2 separate regions of the Mus musculus genome follow, and region 2 is linked to region 1. Evidence: chromatin contacts called from public Hi-C data. All regions are on one chromosome and are shown on one strand. Each heading gives the region's core, a stretch centred on a gene start, on an enhancer-like site or on the middle of the called end of the contact. The rest is flanking DNA. Distances are from core to core; before and after follow the strand shown.

Evidence for each region. Hi-C and Micro-C count contacts between places; a contact is called where the count stands out from the background.
Region 2: a Hi-C map of bone marrow-derived macrophages shows a contact between it and region 1, with 41 read pairs. The contact joins two enhancer-like sites. A contact is called at or near these places in 2 of 15 datasets of contacts at CTCF or cohesin (the NIH/3T3 cell line and large pre-B cells), 17 of 484 Hi-C or Micro-C datasets (the AML12 cell line, B cells, CD8 T cells and 9 more), 14 of 115 datasets of contacts at active chromatin or transcription factors (CD8 T cells, the HPC-7 cell line, bone marrow-derived dendritic cells and 9 more) and 6 of 9 other capture datasets (adipose tissue, bone marrow-derived macrophages, embryonic stem cells and 3 more).

The regions. Positions count from the first base shown.
Region 1 is chr17:71,212,200-71,217,256 of GRCm38.p6, reverse strand. Lpin2 (lipin 2) reads right to left here. Exons shown (of 20, transcript NM_001357791.1): 2 at 2,093-2,293. The coding sequence starts at 2,284. Among named protein-coding and RNA genes, the nearest start is that of Lpin2, 31 kb to the right of the region's middle. Within about 2 kb of position 2,191, at least 76 of the 459 cell types and tissues checked have an H3K27ac peak or open chromatin away from gene starts, as enhancers often do. A contact at or near this core is called in adipose tissue, bone marrow-derived macrophages and microglia, where this site is marked.
Region 2 is chr17:71,079,130-71,084,186 of GRCm38.p6, reverse strand. It overlaps Myom1 (myomesin 1), which reads right to left. Exons shown (of 37, transcript NM_001083934.1): 17 at 3,292-3,413. Among named protein-coding and RNA genes, the nearest start is that of Myom1, 62 kb to the right of the region's middle. Within about 2 kb of position 2,091, at least 19 of the 459 cell types and tissues checked have an H3K27ac peak or open chromatin away from gene starts, as enhancers often do. A contact at or near this core is called in adipose tissue, bone marrow-derived macrophages and microglia, where this site is marked.

The DNA.
Region 1 (5,057 bases), core at 942-3,441:
TGAGTTACTAGATGTCACAAGAGGACTGGTCTTCTGTCAAACATGGACACGTCATAGGAAATGACTGCCTCTAAACAGCTGTTTTAAAGTAGTTATGATTTCAGGTGCTGCCACACGTGAAAATGTAGTTAATTTAAAAATCAGTGAACAGCTTACCCTAATGCAGAAAGGCCTGCGACAAGAGGTCAATGTAAGTCACCAGTGCGCCTATGACAGATAAAGCTCAAGTTTTACTTTCATAAGAAAGCTGTGTTTTGGTAAATCAAATGGACAGATTTCTTCTCAAATAGATCTCCTAGATTCTGGGATATGAAGGAAGGGAACAGGAAAGAAGAAATTTTTTCTTTTCTTGGGCCCTGTGTATTATGATCCTAAAAGTACTTGGGGTAGGGGTGGGATGTCTGACAAGGTATTTAACAGTTAATGGTTAATAAAACCACCCGTGTAACCTGGTAAAGAAATTACATCTCTAATTACAAAGTGCACAGAGAATACACACATCTGCTCAGCTTCTCACTTACACAGAGGACAAATGCCTGCACACATCTGCTGCAGCTCCACTCAAAGGCCAAAAGCCTGAGTCAACCTATCAATTAGAAACCTGGTTCCAGAGAACGGTGGGGGGCGGGTATGGTATGGTGGGAGAAACTTCTGAGAAGACCCCCAAAAGAAATTTTACAAACAGATCCTTGAACATCTATGGAGAAACAGCTCTAATATGAAAGTACTAATAGTGTCACTACAAAAACCACAAAGGAAACAAACACAGAAAGCACTAACTATGGCTAGACAACCCTGCCCTAGAGTAGAAGCTGCCAGGCCAAGAAGTAACACTGTAGCTGCTTCTGCTTTCTAATGGGATCAAGCAAAGGCTAGTCTGAAAAATCCAGTGGGAAATGATTTTATAACACCCAAAGAGATGGTTTCTCTTTGAAAAATAAAGTCTAGTTTTGGAAACCCACTTTCTTTCAGTTTCAAAAACCCAAAGCCTAAGTAGAGGGAGATGTATATCCAAAAAAACACCAGCAAAAACCTCTTTAACTTGTGCATGTTGGTCCTTCGGCACCCACCCTTCCACTGTGCTACCCAGTGGCAAAGTGCTCCGAAATCTTAGTAAGAGTTGCTGACATTATTATCACCATGTGGAAGACAATGTGGAAGTGAAAAGTTGCCAAATACATGCTCTACAAAGTTTTATCATTAACTCTGTTTTAAAACCTACCATACACACAATTCAAAAACCTTCTTATTGCCCAATACTTGAGGGAAATGATAATTTAAAAACATCCAAACACTGCCCCCCATTAAATGCAAAAGAGGAAAAATACAAACATTCAATTGGGGTGTTTATTTCTTTTAAATAAATATAATCTACACTTGATTACATGAGCTTAGTCTACCTACTCATAATCAGTACAACAATATTATCATATATGTTTGTGTGTATGTATCAATCAATCAATCAACAGGCTCTCCTGTGTCTCAGGCTGGCCTCGTGCACCTCTGCTATGTGGCTGAGCTGAGAATGCTCCTGTCCTTCTGTCTCTACCTCCTCAGTGCCTGCACAGGCTTGGTGCATGGTATGCAAATGTTTTGCTGACTAAGCTGTATCTCCAGACTGCATTATTTTATTTTTAGAGAGCCTTTTTTTTTTTTTAAACTGAGGATTTAAAGCATGTACATGAGCCACAGGGTACACGGGTCAAGTCACTGGATGACTTCTGAGTGTGTTCTCTTGTTGCACCCTGTGGGTCTCAGGACTGATGGAGAGAGCCTTTACCACTGAATCATCTTGCTGGCCCTACACTATTTTAAAGTGCTATATTAAATAAAGCAAAATTTCTTTTTCAAAATAAGCCCAACTTCCTCATTTGTAATTATCTCCAGTTTTGTTCTGAGTCTCTTCATGATTTCAGTTTCTTTTTCATTTGGAGAAACTTTCTATAAGAGAGTCTTTTGAATTTAGAAGCCAATTCAAAAGCAGTACCTATAAAGTTGGTTTCTTACCATGGTCTTCAATAGCATGCAAGTTTAAAAAAAAAAAAAAGAGTAAGAGGAAGGGGCCGGTCACCATGGTGACCTGTGCACTCACCACTTTCTCCTTGGACCTCAGGACACCCAGCTTCCCGAAGCGTACGTGAAAAGGCGAGCACTGGTAGGAGCCATCCTGCTGCCTCACCACGACCACATCGATGCATCCAGACAACGTGGCTTGGTTAATGCCCTTGTAGAGTTCCTTCACAGTGACGAGCACCTGCCCAGCCAGCTGGCCCACATAATTCATGGTTTGAGACTGAGAAAAGAAAACGATGTCAGCACTAACTTTGACAACTAACAGCAACGACATAAAGAGTTTGATTAAACATACACTCTGCTCTGCTGTCCAGAGCCCATTGCTCTCCTGCTGCCCCAGCTACATCACACATATGTCTCAGACTGGCAGTGCCTCTAAGTGGGGTTGGAGGCTGTGGAAGTTCTGTTTCCTTCCACACCCCAGGGTGGGGCCAACTGTCTTCATCTCCCTCCACCAACCGCTCAGGACCTGCAGTACTATGTCCACTCTGACCACAGGAGGCAAGGACAGGAGGACTGTCACCTCCAGGGGAAGCTTGGGATTTATCTTTGCAGAGAGACAAGGGATACAACTGAGAACCGAGATCTTCTGGTTCAGATACATCAGGTACATGCTGCGTCAAGCGAGCTGTGGTAAGCTGCGCCAAGACTAACACACGTACCATGACTTCAGAACCTCAACATGGCATAATGGGACATAACGTTTGTGTCCCACAATGTTCAGAGCACAAAAGGGGTTTTGGTTTCTCAACTTCAACTCACTACTCAAATCAAGATCACCAGAGCTCTGCAATTCAAAAGAGAGAGGGTACATCTAAATCTGGCTTCACCCCTTACCCTGACTCATCCACTGAAAAACCCAACCCACACCAAAACAAACCCATTAGTCCTCAGGCTGTCAGCTCTCCCTCCAGCGGGTGAACACACCATCACTCAGCAGACACCTTTATGTTACGTTAAAGCCAAATCCACAGAGAGTCCATCCCCTGGATGTAGGATCAGAAAAACCTCCAGCTTTAGGCTAATGCAGAAGTCAATTTTTATTGGACTCTAGGAGTAATGAGTCCAAACTATTAACTGCGCAGAGTGGCCTCTCTAAACCAGCTCTGGTTGCCCTAAGCTCAAGATTCCATATTTGCAAAGTTCTAGAGAGACATTCTGTGTTGTCAGGTAAGTCCTAGGTGGAACAGGGACAAAGTGCTGATCCCCTAAAAAAAATGAAGTGGACCTGCCAGGTCCCATCAGCACATAACTCAGCCTACTGGCCAGAGACAGTCAGTGCCTAAGGCAAGACAGACTCCACTCAACAGTCTATACAGAGATGACTGTAACCACAGTCTAGCTGTTGAGTAGCCTGAAGCATATAATCCTGATTATTCCCCTGGGTATTCCAAGGTTTCCAACTGCACATTCCAAAGAGCTTGCTTTGTGCAATGTACACAAGCAGCTACATTTACTACGATCTCCTAAGGTGGAGGATGTCATAATTATAAAGAAAATATGTTATAGCCATGAAACAATTATAAACAGGTGGCTTTGGTTTTAGGATGAGGATGGTTGCTTTTATTTTGATAGCAAGGCCAGATTAAGCACACATCAAATACTTAATTTTTGAAAAAAAAATTTTTTTGAGATAGAGTCTCACTGTACAGTCCTGGCTGGCCTGAAACTCAAGACATAGACTAGGTTGCTTCTGAGCACAGAGGGATCTGCCCACCCCTGCCTCCTGGATGCTGAGATTAAAGGTGCCACCACTCCTGACCAACCTTTCTCTCCAGGGTCTCTTTGTAGTCAAGATGGCCTAGAACTTAAGACAACTTTAGTCTCTAAAGTGTTGGGATTACAGGTGTGTGCTACTATATTTGACAATAATTATTTCTTGAATAAGGAAAGAACTATCAAATGAACTACCAATAAACAAGCTAAAACCAATAAACAGCTAAGAGTCATTACTGTACTATGTGCAGCAGAAATACTATTCCATCAGATCACTCATGGATAATCTCATTGTATTTTTTCTTTTTGAAATGGTCTTACTATGTAGCCCCAGCAGGCCTGGAATTCACTATGAGGACGCTACCGGCCTGGACTCACAGAGACCCACTTGCCTCTGCCTCCTGAGCACCACTATTCCTGGCTCATTATGTTTTTAAAGATTAACATTTCTGGATCCAGAGTTCAGAAGCGGCCTGGGCTGCATGAGATCCTACCTCTAATACAGCAAATAAACAACAGTAAACTGCTGTGAGATCAGTGTAGACCTTCAGAGCTCCAAGAAAGAATATGGCTGCCCCAAATCCTCTACTGAGCGTCCACTCAACTGAGTGTCTTTTACTTGGTGTTAATTGGGATGCACAAGCAAAATATCATAACAAGGACACCAACAATCGCAGGTAATGACGGAACACGCCAGGCAGCGTTAACGCACGCCTTTAATCCCAGCGCTTGGGAAGCAGAGGCAGGTGGATCTCTAAGTTTGTAGCCAGCATGGCCTACAAAGTGAGTTCTAGGACAGCCAGGGCTACACAGAGAAACCCAGTCTAGGATGGGGGTGGGATTGTGAAAACCCGAAATTCCACCATCAGCACAACAATCCTGTTGCCCCATACAGTCACACACATTTTTCTCTTGCCTTCTCCTCCCCAGTCCCTGGCAACATTAATATGTTTTCTATTTCTGAAATGTCTGCCATTTAGAAAGGAAGTCATACACACAGCACCATGAAGAATGTAGCCTTTTAGGACTGCCTTCTTTCCCTCATAATTCTCTGGAGACTGATCCAGATGGCTGTATTAATGAACTCATTCTATTTTATTGCTGCACAGTATTTCATGGTATAGACTTACCATTAAAAAGAAAACAAAACAACCCTCCCCCCAAAATAAACCTCTTGTTGAAGAACAAGTAACTGCAGTTTCTGGCTATTACAGATAAAGGCACAATTTTAAGTATCCACACACTGTGTGTGTACAACTGAGTGCAGC
Region 2 (5,057 bases), core at 842-3,341, 130 kb after region 1:
TGCATTCACCATCCTCGCCTGGCACCATGGAAGAGGTTGCTAGACATAGGACGCAATGAAAATGGGAAGTGGGTCTGAAACTTGGCACCTGGCTTGGCATACAAGGGAAAAAAATAGACACTGAGAAGTATATTGAAATTATCAAACTATAATTTTTTTTTAAATCTGTCTGGCAAAATGGCATGTCCTCCACAAGTGTTCTTTTCCTCATAAGGCAAAATATTCCCCTCAGGAACCTACACTTTTGTTGTCTTGAGGTTTGTTTTTATTTGGCCTCTGATGGCAACAGAATTTGTACATATGTCTGTTTCTATCTCAGCTTGCTTATTTATCATCTCCATACAGTTCCAAACAGTTTGTATTCAAATACACTCATCCTGACAAACGGTGTATACTCCAGCCAAGAAAATATCATGGAGCTCTTGTTAAATATACCTTTAATTTTTTTTTTTTTTTTTTACAGCACACGGCACCATTTGCCATATGTCTTTCTCTTGGTAGATACATGTTTGTCACAGTATTTTTAACTCCTGTGCTTTGAAACTCCACAGAAGGCTAGGTAGCTATGGCTGCATTTGCTAGTGCCCAGGTAGGAAAAAATATCTGAAGTATATTTCAAACTCCTTGTATATTTACATGACTTTGCTGGTCCCCTTTATATCGGGCCACTGAAGTGATAGTTTTCAATGATGAAAGAAGGGTGCGGTGACAAGAAGTCCTTCTAGATGTATGGCACAGCACAATGCTTTCAAGTATTTGTTTGAATTATAAGAGTTACATAAATTATTCCATTCCTATTCAAAGCAACTTTAGGGAACAAAGAAGACCTTTGGAATAAAGTCATTGTGTGTGTGTCAGTGTGTGTGTGTGTCCTATTTCAGAGCACTTATGAAGACTATCCCACTTATTCTTATTTAAGGACAAAAATAAGGGTTAAAAACAAGAAAGAAGAGAAATTATGAAAGATGAGATGAGGTAGAGATTGGGAATGGACAGGAGACACTTTAAATTTAAATTTTATCAGTGCTCTTATGTGATATATTATTATATATTATATATTTTATGTGATATATTGTCTCCTAGAACACACTAACCCAAAGAACCCACCCAGCTCATGATTAGCTAACAATCTCCCATGAGTCCCTTCTGGGGAGGAGTATTATGGGATGTAGCTCTCCATGACTATAATACTATACCAAGCTTTTCACAGCTGCCAAGAACTAGTGACTTAAATGAAATATGAAGAGTTGCTTAAAAGCCTGAGGTTGAAAAATAGAAATTAGTAACTCTGTCCTTGACACACTGTCAACTTGATCGTGAAATATTTTCCTGTGCGTGTCCTGAGCATGAACATGTCAAAGAGCTACCACGCGACCTGGTTGATCATCAAGTCCTCCCTACCTTCATGCCGAGGGTGTACAGTATCTTCCCGACTCGCTCCCCTTCATCCAAAAAGGTTCTGTAAACATTTTGTCATTTCTAAGCCCAAGAAATAATGCATAAATGCGAACCCCACAAGGTGACTCTGATAGCGTTATCAGGTCAAATCGTGTTGAATGACTGACAGAAACATCAAATCCAGAAGCAGCATGGGGCATGAACACAGAGGAAGCGGTGTGTGATCGGACAATGAGAGGTGAAGGCAGTGATGGAGACAGATGGATGGAGAGCTGGACTTGGTAGTTCTCACCTACTGGATCTTTCTTCTTTTTCGGGGGCTCGGATTGACTTTGCTCCTCCTCGGGAGCTGCTTCCTGGGGCGGCGAGCTGAGCGGCTCCTGAACTGACTCACTCACTGTACTTACTTCTTTCTGGCCCCGGCTGGAAGGGCTACTGGGTGGTGAGGGCTTATTAGGGTTGCTACCGAGCAAAGCATCTTTCTGAGAGGTTGGTGGGGAGGCTCCATTCATGCCCCCCCTGGAGTCTGTTAGTCCACCAGGCGTATCACTCAGTTGAGGCCACACATCTGGAGACACTCCTCCCCCTACAGTCACCAGACAACAACAGAAACGACATGAGCCAGACCCTGTACACGTCACTTTTGGAGCAAAACAAAACATTGACATTTAGGACTGCAAGCAGAGCGAAAACCAATCTTGGTTTAACAGTTTGCACCAGAGAGCACACTTCAACTTCCCCATAGTTTGGAAGAAGAAGAAATAAGAACAGAAACAAATCACAGACAGAACGGGAACCATTTCTATTTGCAGAACCCAAAGGGTTTTTAGCTTATACGGGAAAAAGCAAATCTCGGACATCTCTTGGGAGATAGATGTTCTAATATTCAACAGAACAGAGAAAGGACCACAAAGTGCACAGACACCAAATTAAAGACACGAACTGTATAACAGTTATATAAATCATGACTGTTAGTGCAACAGGAATGTTGTACCTTCCAACCCATAAAACAATATGTATGCTACTGTACACCTTACAGTAAGGCCCAAGGAAAAAACCTGGTATTAAATCTCGTTGTTATTGTATCTGTTGCTCTACATTTTGAGACAGTATCTTGCTATGTAGCCTAGGGTCTTGAGTACATAACTCTCCTGCCTCAGCTACCCTAGTCGCTGGGATTATAGTGTGAACCATCACAGCCACCGAACCTCTTTTTCAGTGACACTGGTGCTTTGTACATCATAACTATGTGCTCTATGACTGCGATCCATACTCGAGCAAACACTTCTGTTACTATGTTAGCTTAGTGCACATTTTCTTTCTGTTTTTCTGAACTAGCCGGATCCCTTACCCACTCTATCCAAGATTGGTAGGTACAACACATATATACATATAATTACCTTTTAATGGTGTTACTCTGTTGGTTAGTTTGCAAATAGAGATGAAATATGTGCTTAAGCAACCACATGTGTCTTGCATGAATCTCAGCGACATGGTAATATGCTGTTAGGAAGAAGCCAAGCTCTGTTGCAGGTGAAATGGCTTTTAGATACAGTTCGATACAAGTTACAGTGATGTACCACTTCATGGATGCAGGGCGGCCTGCCAGGTCCCAGGATGAACATGATGTTAGGATGGAATTTCATACACTGGGGAATGCCTGAGGAGACTGGGATGTGAAGATGGAAATACTACAGATGTAGACACTGGTAAGTGATGGAGATCTGTAAAAGGTCAGCTATGGAAGGTTAGTGTCAGATGGAGTCGAAGAAAATGACCGTTTAATGATGGAATCATGGAGTGACATTAGAAACTTTAAACTGTTTATGGAAATGATGGAAAGTTAGAAAACTTCAGTATTTTCCTTGACCAAACTGCATAAAAGGAACTTACCGATAGCAGCTTTGACTTCAATAGCTTCCGAATCCTGTGAATATTCGCTAAGTCCAGCTGCATTCACTGCTCTGACCCGGAAAATATAGCTCTGAGCAGTCGTCAGTCCATGACAAGTAAATCTAAAGATAAAAGAAAGCTTTTAACCCTGACCTAGGAGGGCCATTAGGGAAGTGATTGGCAGCTTTACTGAATGATCTAAGCAGCTTGGATTGTTCTGAAAAGATTCATTTTCCAAAAAGGAGGAAAAAGGACACTGAGAGCTTCCAGTAATATATGCACCTTAAACAAGAAGACTATGTGGGCAATTTATAAATCTTAGTGAGAGAGAGAGACAGAGACAGAGAGACAGAGACAGAGAGACAGAGAGACAGAGAGACAGAGACAGAGACAGAGACAGACAGACATGGAGACAGACACAGAAAGACAGAGGAATAGGGACAGACAGAGAGACAGAGAGACAGAGACAGAGAAATCCTAGCTTTTCCTTTCTCCTTTTTGATGGTTTGTTTTTGTTTTTGTTTTTCAAGACAGGGTTTTTCTGTGTAGCCCTGGCTGTCCTGGAACTCACTCTGTAGACCAGGCTGGCCTCGAACTCAGAAATCCACCTGCTTCTGCCTCCCAAGTGCTGGGATTAAAGGCGTGTGCCACCACTGCCCGGCTAATCCTGGCTTCTCCTGAATGTTCATCACAAGATGTTCAACAGGGAAATAATAAGACTAACTCATATTAATTCTGCATAAAGATAAACTAGATAGTATTTAAAATATCATTAGTGGGTCTAGCACAAATGAGGCACTTAATAAATAATAGGTCTGTTGACAACATTATAGATAGTTCATATATATATATATATATATATATATATATACACACACATATATAGGTAGTTCATGTATATATATATTCATATATATATATACACACACACACATATATATATATGTAGTTCAGGTATATATATATATATATATGTAGTTCAGGTATATATACATATATACATATGTACATATATGTAGTTCAGGTATATTCTTAAAATGTAAGGCACTGATAAATCCTGTCACATAAACCCAAGTGCTACCTCCTTTATGCCAGGGAAGGGATCGTCACTTGAGAAATCGCACTGGAATCTGGATCTAGAACTGCCGTTTAAATACAAAGTTAAATACCTCCAACTACAAGGTATGGATCCATGGTAGTTTCTTCACATTTAAAACCACCATACTCCTCAACAGGTGCTATAGCTGTAAGTAGCCATCCATGAACCACTGTAACATGAAAATCAGCCCTGAACACTGTAACCCAAAGGAAATAACAGTTCTTCTAAAGACACTATTACCACTCAATGTTCAAATGTTCAAAAAGGAAGTGGTATCTTTCAGTCTAGGTAGGGTCGAGCTGGATTAGTGAATGTTTATTGAACATTTCAGGGGTCACGGCATTGGACTAGTTATAGATCTGAAGATGAATAACACCGTGTCTGCCTTTCACTGGCTCCTGATTTTGTTGTTAAAGGTAGATGCTGGGCTCCGGGGCTTCTAAATGCCCCAGGATAGAGATGGAACGCATGGACTTTTCAGTCTAAGAAATAAATGCCATGTGAGACATCCTGCCCTCTCCCTTTAACCTGTAGCCTCCAGCCTCTCAGGCTCTGGTAGTCGTAGCCTTTCTACTTGGGAAAGGGCGGAGTCCATAGCCTTCTTCTTGGGAAAGGGCCAAGTAGAAGCTGTCTAACAAGCGCATTGTACTGGCTAGTTTTGTGTCAA